Regions from separate parts of the Drosophila melanogaster genome. Here region 2 is linked to region 1. A link is a contact called in public Hi-C data. All regions are on one chromosome and are shown on one strand. Each heading gives the region's core, a stretch centred on a gene start, on an enhancer-like site or on the middle of the called end of the contact. The rest is flanking DNA. Distances are from core to core; before and after follow the strand shown. Region 1 holds the start of Eip74EF (Ecdysone-induced protein 74EF). Region 2 holds the start of Adgf-A (Adenosine deaminase-related growth factor A).

Region 1 (5,873 bases), core at 448-2,947:
ATTGACATGTAGCATTTACAAAAAACGTAATAAAATAGCAAAATATAATTTATTTGCTGTGGCTGGCGCTTTTATTGATCGCTTCTTCACTTTGTATCGAATTCTGTTAATTGGCTAAAACCCAAACTCAAGTCTTAACTGGGCCAGCGCTTTGGGCTGTGAAATTCTAGAAGGGCGGGGATTATCCAAAATCAAACATGCAAAAAGTTTTCTTGCCAAATTGAAATTCAGCGAATTTGGTTTTTTTTTCCTCAATTCTGGGATTAGTCATGCCCGCATTAAAAATAAATAAAAGGGTAGTGGGAAAATGTGCATGACCAAATATTTATTTCAATTATTGCACTGTAATGTAATGCATTACAATTTTTAGATTCATATCTTAATTGCTTAAAAATGGAAAAAAACGATACAATTAAATATGTATTCTTATTGAAAAAGTTTGCAAGTCATTTCAAATTAATAATGCATAATGACATTCCTACAAGTTTGATATGTGTGGAGCTCTTATCAATGCAAAGTGTGTTAGAAAATTTAACACCACCTAAACTATATTACCAATTGAAAATATTATATTTTATATAATGCAATCTCGTAAACAAAGCAAGCGTTTCGCACATTTTCTTTGAAAACATGTCAAATACTCGATATGTTAACAAAGAAAAGCTTTTATTAGTACTAATTCTATAATATAATTCTAGTACACAAAATGATCCTGCAGATTTTAGCAACTATTATTAAAGGATATTTTCGCTGGAGGCGCAGGCATTTTTCCCACCCACTTTTCACCCCGATCTTCTTCCTCCTAAAATTTTCAACACTTTCACGAACTTTCAAGTATGTAGCTATACATGCGTCTATGTGCAATGTATGTATGTGCACCGATGACGAAATAAATAGAGAGCTTTTTTTTGCGCCATTCGCTTCCTGCATTCGAGGCAACTCCGCTGCCGCGGCGAATGCAACGCTGCGTATGAGCGATCTGCTGGTCGAAAGGAAAACAAGGTTCTGGAATTAGTCACTTACCATCTCAAGCAAAAGTAATCCAATTGGCGATATATCCATAATGTTCCGGCAACGGCAGAAAAAAATCATATACCCTATTGCCTCGAAGTTTCTATCAGTTACTTTGCGATTTATCACTTAATTTCTAAAATTCTTGTGTAAATATGTATAAACTTTCAGGCACTTTTCTTTATGGGGGCGGGGGCGTGGTCAGGGGAGGGCGGGAAAAGCCGACCAAAGGCTGTCAGATGCCACCAGATATTTGGATTAATTAATTGACATTTTAATCATCACGCTAAGGCCACTTGAACAGCGAGATTTCTTCGCGCGATTTTTGCTGCTTCAGAACTCTTTGTAACGCATTTTATTTGTTTGATATTTTGGGATTGCACTTTTGATCGGTAGCAAAGCGTTTAATTAGCGACGCGACGGCGGCGACGACGACGGTGGGCGGGAAAAGTGGGCGGGCGGGCGAGCGGGCGTTCTGTCGGTTGGCGCGAACGCTGCAGTTACAGTTACGTTTGAACAATTGATTTTTGTTGCTGCTAATTTGTTTTGTTGTTTGGTTTTTGTTATGCGTGTTTGAAAAGCGAAGGTTTTCCTCTTCGCATTCGAATCGCTCGAATCAGAGTTGGGGCAAAATTTGCGACTGTCCGTTACAGCAGTCAAAAGACAACTAAACGGCGAACAAGCGTATTTTTGCACACAGGCACTGCGCTGCACTGAGACCCGCTCACGCACACCAGCGCACCTCCACCTCGCGACGACAACGGCAGAGAAACGCTCAAGTTCACGCTCTGAACTTCAAAGCTCGTTAGCGTAGAGAGCGCAAGCGAGGCTAAGAGAGCGGAATGCAATTGCAATTGCAGGGAGAGCCAAAGAGAGTAGGGAGCTACAGTGCATCCTCTGTACGTCGAAATTGTGGGAAATAGTTTTTGTTTTTGCGTACTTTATTTCCAACAACACCTTATTTAATTTCAAGGCCAAAAAATATATTAACATTGCTTTGCGTTCGATTAACGCTAAATCCATTTCAATTACAATGCGGCGGAAACTCATTCAGCAAGTATTCTGCTTTCTCAAAAAAGTAAGCAGTACATTATACTCACTTTTATACTCAAAAACTTACTTAAATTGAAAATATCGTAATTCAATGGCAAGCTTCTTCTTACCTGTTCTGCAAGCTCACCAAATTTTGTTTGAAATGAGTTTTTGACTTAAGTGTTTATCACGTATACGTACAGCTGTACATCCGATCAAAAAAGGGTCAAACTATTTAATTTACAATTTAAACTATATTAATTGATTTAACCGCTGGATAAAAACTAAAGAACGAATGTTTCATTGTTAAAATTTTTAAGCACAAACCTAATAAATAATAAATAATAATAATTTCTTTCCCTGAATTAAGTGAAAGTTTGAAGTTGAAATATATTAATGTTTTTTCACTATATATATTAACTTTCATAAATTAACCAATATAATGCGTCATTAGTGTGGCGTGATAACTAAACGGCTATTTATTGAAAAAACAAATGGTTACAAAAGTGAGACTTGAGAGGGAATCTTTGATGGCTCCATTACACATAAAATATACAAAGCGTGCCCAAGGTTCAACAAAGGATAAAGAATGGAAACATGAGAGCTGGCAGCTTGGCAGCTTGCCTATGTGGTCTTCAGCGATGTCGGAATCTTGGGCAAGCCGAACTCATCCGTTTCAATGGTGCTCTGTAAGAAATTAGCTCGTTAGTAAGCAATCAAGCTGCTATCCATATAAGCAGCATTATACCTTTCCAGGGACGATGCTGTCAGCTCCCGGCTCTCGACTCGGCGCCTCCGGAGCCTTGACCACGTCATCCAAATAGCTGGTGTCATCGTCCAAGGCAATCTCATCGCCCAGAGCATCCAACTCGGCCTGCAGGTCGTCGTCATCCACCTCAGGCATGCCGTACGTGCGGCCCAGTGCCTCCTGCACCTCGTCCGCCTGCTCAAACATATCAGCCATGTCGTCTTGGATGTCCTTTAGGCAAAAGGATAAAAATTAATTTATGTTCATATTTCTGGGACATTTCCATCTCTTTCCAGCTAACTATGCTTACCTCGATCTGGTCGATGTTGATCTTCTTGTACTCGGTCTTCATCTGCTTGACTCCATCCTTCATGGCCGCCACGGTGGCCTGAGTATCCTTCAAGGATTGCGCCGCATAGTTGGCCTGTTCCATGTTGAACGACTGGTTGCGCAGAGATTCTGCCTGCTGTTCGTAGCTGTGTAGGAAACAAATAAAGTTCAAAATGGTTTAAAATACTCATTTAGAACAGGACACAATAAAAAAATTGATTGTGGATGTAAATTTCATAAGGTAATGGAACTTATAGATTAGGAAATGATAATTTCAAATGTCTGGAGAAGAGTAACACTGGAGGTTTGGAATATAATCGATACTAGGCAGTGGGTGGGGCATTGAACGTACGCCTTCTTTTGTTTGAGAACCCGGAGGGCCTTCTGTTTCACGGAGTTCTTGGCAGGACCTTCTCGCATCTTGGACATTTGTTCGCGGTATTTGCGCAGCTCTGCCTCCAGATTACTGATCTTCTCTTCGATGTTTGTTGCTCGGGCATCGACCTGTTGAGTGTAATAAATTGTTATTTGCTTTGTTTTCTCCATGATTTCGACACTTACCCCGGCGATGCAATCGTTTAGACTTGGACCCGGCTCCTTGGGCTTACCACGACCAAAAAGGCGATTCATATTGACTGCTTTATTATTTTAACTACAACACGCAAAATTTATGGGAAATTTGTGGGTTTTCCACTTTAATTCGTTCTACAAATTTTGTTTGATGACTAATTGTCTTCTTCTTTTTCCTATACCAATCAGCTGTTTGGACCGTACAGTGTTGGTGGGCAGCACTGTTTGGCAGGTCTGTCAACCAACGACTTATTGTTCTTAAATGAAACTGTTTTTATTGTAATTTGGAAAGATAACTCATTCGAACTGGTTTGTTTAACTGGTTCGATATTTAGCTTATATGTCGTTCAATTTTAGGAAAAACTGTGTAAATAACAGATATTTTAACGGTCTCTTTGTAGCACTGCCTTAGTATTTTTGTTTGGTATTTTCATAACATATAAATGGTGTATTTTAGTACATTTTGGTTGCCCCGCTGGTATTACTTAACGACCGCGCTGCGGTCCCACCATTCGCATTGCAAATTAAAAACAAAACGCATCGGCGGGCGCTTTTGAGCTCTTAACTACGTTAATTTGCGCAAATTAATAAATTCGTTTAATTGCCAAAAGCAAGTGCTGCGGACTCAAAAATCAGCAATGCGTCGTTCGAACAGATGAAAGTGAAATCAGCCTGCCGGGCATTGCGATTTTCGACCATTTTCGACTATTGAAGGAAAATAGAGTGCTAATAATACACAACAACAACCATCAAATTGGCAAACAAAACTGCGTAGATAAGCGATTAAATAATAGAGCAACATATTTGCCAGCAACATAAAGTAAAGGTCGGCGAAAATCCAATAAATCCGCAGCTGGCCCTTTGACGTCACGGCCCATCAGCTGCTTGGCCCACCGGAGCACCCCACTTTTTCCGCTATGACGCGCAGAGTCGCCCACTAACAGTGAACTCCCACGCTTAGCAGCCACTCCACAGTAGTCCCCAATGGACAGCTCCATGTACTACGCCAGCCAGCGGATTGCTGCCAGCACAGAGGCTAATGTCAGAGTCATCACCTCGACCATGGCCTCATCTTTGGCCAATGGAACGGCGACGCCACGCGCCGACGACGGGGGCGTATCCATGAACAACTTTTACCCGGCGTTGGTTCAGTGTTTCGGCATCATCATTTGCGGGTTAGTAGATATATTGGGGAACTTCGCACCTAGATAGTGGTCCCACGCATCCTTCCCGATAAGATTACCCGTATATTCCACCCCAAACACAAAAACACCAGGTTGCTCGCACCCCTAAAGCTCATTTGCAAGCCTTTGTTTGATTTAGGTACAGCTAAACAGCCCTAATTCGGTTTTATTTACTTTATTGGGCAGAACATTGTGTACACTTTTTATTAGCAAGCTCACTAGGGGACAGCACAGTAGTCATAAACCAATAATAAACCAATTTAAATTATTCTCAAAGGGAAATTATAGCTACCACTGAAGCAAAGTAATCATTCTTTGCTAAAATATCAAAAATAGATAGTTTTAAGGAAAGAAACAAACATTCTTAGGAATCTTAAATAATCTTGAAATACCACTCTTTAAATGTAAAAAACTACCAATAAAACGTTTCAGTTTGCTTAGATATTCTTAAAAGATAGATAGTTTGAGTAATTGAAGTTACAATATAGCTTGCCACATCCCACGTAGGATCCTAACTCGAACGTATGTATTTCACCCCTTATCGCAACGATTATGGGGAACGTGCGGTCACTTGTACAGTGACCAGCACTTATGACGGACACCGTCTCGATTCAGTTTCAATTTCTCTGATTTGTTTTCACCCACTTATCAATTGACACTCGAATTTTATTATCTGTGGCAAACTGCTGTCTCACTGTCTGTGCGTACTCCGATTCAATCGTTTGTTTCTTCAAACAAACTCAGCAATTATCCGAAATCAGCTAAATTAACTTTTGTTATTTTTAGAAACGGAATTACCCAAAAGAGATTTATTCGGGTTTAATTAGGCTTTTCCGCAGCAGCAACTAGCCTAATATTCCCCATAAAATTAATTTCGATCTATTATAAAAAGAGTTGCCTAATGGCCAATGCCTATTTGTTGATTAGATTTTGTCTCTATTTCTTTAATTTATGCTGCAGTTCTTTTAATTGCTGATGCATTGCGAAAGAATGTTATG
Region 2 (5,450 bases), core at 2,906-5,405, 140 kb after region 1:
CATTCAATCGGTTTTTGGGAAACCAGAAGGATCTGAACGAAGCAAGTTCAACCCGAAATCCCTGCCAGAGGTTCTCTCAAGGAACGGATCCCATTAGCGACGACGACAGCTTCGATCCCTGTCCTACCGTTAGTAGGTTCTCAATGCCACGCAACCCTGTTGAACCATTTCAAGAACCCCTATACCAACATACCCTCGATGGCAGCAGACAGAAACATTCGTCGGTGACACAGGATGTGGTAATGATTCATAAAAAAAAAACATATGCTTTCGAAATTTAAAATTAAAATTTTTTAAATGTTAAATTATAGCTCCCGCCCTCTTATAACAAGGACGATGAATATGTGCGTATGATTTCGTAATTCAAAACTCTTGTTACGCGAATATTTAAATTTTAGCAATGTTGCAACATGCCGGAGTGCCCGAATAATAGCATACCCCTTCAGATTCCGAAAAATTCTTTACCTCGCTTTCAACCTCTAGTCAACGTATCTCAACATTCCCGATCCCATAGCTTCCCCAGGCAAAATTACAGAAATAATAAGACTAGTCATCATAATTCCACCCACAACGTAAGTGACTAAACTAAAAGACTTAAGCCATTGTGAAAATTATGAAATTTCAGCACTCGGACAAAAGGATCAAACCGCAAACACCGGTATGTTTAAAAGTAAATAAATTTATTCGTAAATTGCTATTTAAATACTTATACCGAAAGTGCGAGTTAAAAGTACCGAGCGGAAACCGTTGTCCCACCGATCAGAGCAGTAATCATGATACGGCTACTGGCTGCAGAAATAACACCTCAATCGATTGGAATAATAGCTCTCAAGTTGGCATGAACTATGGCGAGTTTCAAAGACGCCAATTGCTGTTGCAAAAAATTCAACAGCAGCAATATCAGCAACAGCAAGCTAGACAGCAGAATCAAGCGAATTTATCTTGGTTGGAAGATGAAGATCCCATTGAATTTGTAAGTTATCGAAATCCGAAATCTCTAAGTCTATGCAATTTTTAAACACTTCAAACAGGCACCTGATCTCAATAGCACGAGAATAAATCAAGATGATCGTCACCAGCAATCCCGCCTGCAACCAAACTCAATTTGTCAGAAATGCAACTCTCGCCAGCAACAAAGTGTATGTAAAAAAATTATTTGTATTTACTAATTTTAAATATTTTTGTATACTTTCAAAAAGGCGTCACGATCAATTCTTGAGTGCGATCAAACACCAGAAATGGTGCGTAATCAAACGAAGGTATGTTACCATATCCAATGTTGCCAAATTCATGATATTTAATATCAGTATTCTAATATAACATTGTTACAAATTTGTTCATTTCTCTTTAAAATCCAGTACGAAACCAAAACTAATGAAACAAGTTATCTTCAGCCACCAGAGACTTTGCGAAACGCTAGATGTAAACCACAGGCGAACCAGAGTCTCAGAAACGTAAGTTTAATTATGCCAGCAGTTGCGAACTTTATTCAAAAGTTGGGGTTTTTGAATGTGGTGTTTAAAAGCCTCATGAAAAACAATAGATCAAAATCATAATTTTAAACCCCTTTCTTTATTAATGCACAATATAAGCAGTCGCAAGATATTTGCCAAGATGTCTCTATGAATCAGATATCCAATTGTGAGCAATCTATGAGTAAGAATACAAAATATTACTCGGATCCCCCCGAAAGTCAATATAGTTGCTGTAGTCGTGGCTCTACTGCCTGTGACAGAAGTATGAAAGATAGTCAAAACTATGCCTGTTGTGCAAACACGTCTGCCTCCGGAAATCAAAGACTTTTGGAAATGTCTCAAGTAATGTCAGGGAGGTCGTGCTCGACTGTAAGTTCATAATTTACGTGGTAGCCATGTGAAGTAATCCTTGTTTTGATAGCCAACTTCGCTGGAGAAAACTAAGCGAAATTCTTCCTTGCGAGGACGTTCAATGCGAGTGCCCGTTCAAACACGTAGGTTGTGTATAATTAAATTAATTTAATTAATTATAATTTATTATTATTAAATCTCTCTAAAAGCTGAGGATCGTTTGGTTGAGCGCATTCAGAACGAATATCACGAAACCTTTGTAAATGATCCCTATTGTCCTGGCGTTATACAAGCCAGTCTCGATGGAAGTGAGAATTTCAACGAGTACTCCAGGGAGATTGCTTTTGCAGGACCCATTCCGGAGAAACCATATCCGGTGGATCCTGTCACCATGATAGAAGCAATCAAGTTGCGCATCGACCACGAGCGCAAAGAGATACGCAAAGAAAAGAATCGAAGTGAGGAGGGAAATAGAGATTTGAGAAATCAATCAAAAGAGCGCAGGTCAAGGCGTCCACGGACAACAATCAGTGAGGAAATTGATTCTCATTTTAGTCCGAAAATTAAGTCGGAAGTCAATAGAAGTGTGGCTGCCTTTCTGAAAGCCGAGACCGAGTATCGTACCAGTTTCGAAAGAGTGAGTACTATTATATTTTGTGTTTATAAAATGCATACACTACTTTTCATTCATTAGTCAGACAACGTAATTAAATCGTACCTCATTTACATCAAAATTCGATTTCAGTATTGAATAAAAATTTTCTATTTACAGGATTCCGCCTTTGATGCGCATATCAATCGCTTTGAAACTAATCTCTTTGATGAAAGAATTAAAGTCCATTCCTATTCAGCCACAACAACGCCCACTCATCGGTAAATTTAAACGGATTTTCAATCGGAAAAATGCATTTATGCGTCTCACTGGACTTCATTTTGCTCGGGACACAATATTTTTAATGAATGTAGTGCGTTTCGTATCAACAGAGCCAAAATATGAGTGATTTATTATTTTTTGCAACTGAACCATTCTTAATACCAACAGAAGTCACTACAATAAAGTTTCAAAAAAGTCCCCTATTAATCTAGAAATTTATCGGTCAGGGCAAGGAAGTGAATATTATAAAACCATTCACTTCCATTCGGTTCAAACTACTTCAGATTGGATCACAACTTCTGACCGATAAGGGAAAATTGTTAAGCAATTAATCAGACTTATGAATGACTTGGAAATGAGCAATCTATACACGTATAATCTTTATGGTACGGGATTCGTCAGACTCTGCATAAATAATTTAATGTTTGCTATTTATGGATCAAATGCATTGTTATACAATGTTGCGTAATTAAATAACACTGAAAACGATTAAAAACAGTAATAAATAATGCGCCTTAGCGGTAAACATTTTGCCAAAATCATCGGCGGCATAGCCGAAAAACAAACCTCACTGGAAAAAAATAAACACATTTACTAATTACTACGTAAGCTTCACATAAACTAATTGTATATTATAACACAAAAAAAAGTTTTTTCATTAGTGTGGAGTGTTAGTAACAAATGTTAGTTAACAAAAGAGATTTAAAAAATATAAATGACTAAAAATGGTTTAAAGAAAGCCGTAAAAGACCACAAAAAGAAAAATGTCTTTGGTTCGTTGAGCACAATATTGTGAATACGTACGTACATATATCACGTGTGATAACACACTCTCCGACACATTCAATTTTTTAAGAGACACAACTAAAGAGAACTAAAATTTGGACATAAAAGAAAGCTGAGTTAAAAATAAGTAATCAGCTGGTGGTTCTCAAAAACACAAAGACATCGCTGCACGCTCTTTTTTTTTAATATCTAGTGATTTTCATTCAGCAGGCTGATTTTACAACAAATAAGCAAGCATAACAAAGTGATTAAATCAAATAAACAAAATGTTAAATGGCCAATCGGTTGGAGTTTTTGTTGTTTTTAAATGGCTTAACGTGGTGAATATTCATAGATTAATTTCGCAGAGTTTGCATAAATGAATCAATTATGTGACTTTTACTCCCTTGTTTTTTATGCCCTTTGTCTTGCTTATTGTTTGCATTCAAAAATATTTATGGCGCATAATCATCAATTGAGTTTCAGCTGTATTTATCTAGTGTTTTTTGAAAATCTAAATTTCTTGGCTATCTTTAATTATACAATATTTGTATTTGATTTCAACACCATGTACATAATCAAACGAAACTTTACCACAAGCGTAGACCACACAATATGACTTAAAATTTCAGATTCCGAGCACTTCCTCGCCGCGATCTTCACGCCAAAAGTGCCTCCCAACGACTGATTCCAACGATCCAGAACTCGAACCGGAGAACCTCCCTCTATGATCCCTCGTCGGAGCGCCGACGTCGACGGCGGACTTCAATCAATCGCTCGCTGCACAATCAGCCCTTGGTTTTCTTTCTTCATGTTTTATCAGTGGGTTAGAATTAATGAGAAGGCAGCAATATCACACAATATAAAGATAAAGTTCTCGCTCCGGTTCTCTTTTTAAAACCAAGAGACCGGCCTGAAAACAAGAAAACGAGGGTCGTATTTGATGTTCTCCACATATATATACAATCAAACATATGCATACATAAAAATGGGTTTTATACAAATTATTATTAGGAAAAGCTAGCACTTATAATAAGGATATTTATTTATAATTAATATAGAACATTAGCTTATCAAATTGCTGGGGTTTCCTTAAAGCTACAAGTTCAGAATAATGTATAATACTTGTTTAATTAACCAGAAATCTTAAATTCCTTAACAAAATTAGCGGATATTTCTGTATATGTGCATATGTATTACCTATGAAATAGTATTTAATAATATGTTAATTATTTATTTGTTTTATGATAAACGAACACATTCTTAAGGTACATACATATTTTCCTCACACTTTTTTCAAATTCCATTCAAAAAAATCAATTATTCAATCAGACAATGTTCGCAAATGGTAATGTACTTATATATGCAACTTTTTTTTTGTTTTATAAACAAAACGCATTTGCTCCAGAGATGGGAAAAATAAATAAAAAGTTTGGACCACCCATCTTGCAGCAATACTCACAAAAAATTATGGAAAAGAACACAAACCTGCCCGCGCAGATAGCAATGATCTATAAAATTTTAGTGATATTTTGTCATGAAGAAGTATAAAAATTAGTTATCTGAATTCCGAAAAGTACAAACAAAAGCAGTTTTAAAATTTGAGTAGCAACATTAATTTAAATAGGTAAGTGCTTAGGAAATGGGTATCTCTTCAATACAAGCCGTTTTCCACGTTGAATACAATTAGAGTATAAATATTCGAATATTTGTGAGACATGATTTCGTTAGCGAATTTTAACACACCCCGTGCATTCATGAATCCCTTTAGAATGACTGCAGTGCAAACTGTTACTGTGTTTATAATAAAATTTCTGTGATTTGGCTTAGGTTTAAATTAATGTTCTCCCAACGAATGTGTTGCACATTGCCCAGATAGTAGAGATATATTTTTGGCTCTGCTATTTTTGGTCATGGATGTGCAAATGTTTAAATGTGTATATGGAAAGCAAATAAAATTCCAAAAGGATTACAAAACTAAGGAG

What was found. A called contact is a pair of places that touch in the nucleus more often than the background predicts.
Region 2: a Hi-C map of the Kc167 cell line shows a contact between it and region 1, with 1.5 times the contacts expected there. The contact joins the promoter of Adgf-A here to the promoter of Eip74EF in region 1. A contact is called at or near these places in 10 of 107 Hi-C or Micro-C datasets (the Clone 8 cell line, the Kc167 cell line, the ML-DmBG3-c2 cell line and 3 more) and 1 of 6 datasets of contacts at active chromatin or transcription factors (the Kc167 cell line).

Annotation. Positions count from the first base shown.
Region 1 is chr3L:17,617,628-17,623,500 of dm6, forward strand. It overlaps Eip74EF (Ecdysone-induced protein 74EF), which reads right to left and starts at 1,698. Exons shown (of 8, transcript NM_168740.3): 1 at 1,024-1,698. It overlaps Vps60 (Vacuolar protein sorting 60), which reads right to left and starts at 3,998. Exons shown (of 5, transcript NM_001275065.1): 1 at 3,683-3,998; 2 at 3,474-3,625; 3 at 3,102-3,267; 4 at 2,792-3,022; 5 at 2,496-2,730. The coding sequence starts at 3,751. The coding sequence ends at 2,668. anchor (anchor,) reads left to right here and starts at 4,197. Exons shown (of 13, transcript NM_001275066.1): 1 at 4,197-4,866. The coding sequence starts at 4,676.
Region 2 is chr3L:17,760,003-17,765,452 of dm6, forward strand. Adgf-A (Adenosine deaminase-related growth factor A) reads right to left here and starts at 4,156. Exons shown (of 4, transcript NM_206397.2): 1 at 4,060-4,156. Adgf-A2 (Adenosine deaminase-related growth factor A2) reads right to left here and starts at 4,156. Exons shown (of 4, transcript NM_001043148.2): 1 at 4,060-4,156. It overlaps CG32181, which reads left to right. Exons shown (of 13, transcript NM_168747.2): 2 at 1-239; 3 at 312-344; 4 at 399-572; 5 at 626-658; 6 at 719-973; 7 at 1,032-1,139; 8 at 1,200-1,259; 9 at 1,359-1,454; 10 at 1,593-1,844; 11 at 1,897-1,969; 12 at 2,036-2,463; 13 at 2,599-2,902. The coding sequence starts at 144. The coding sequence ends at 2,703.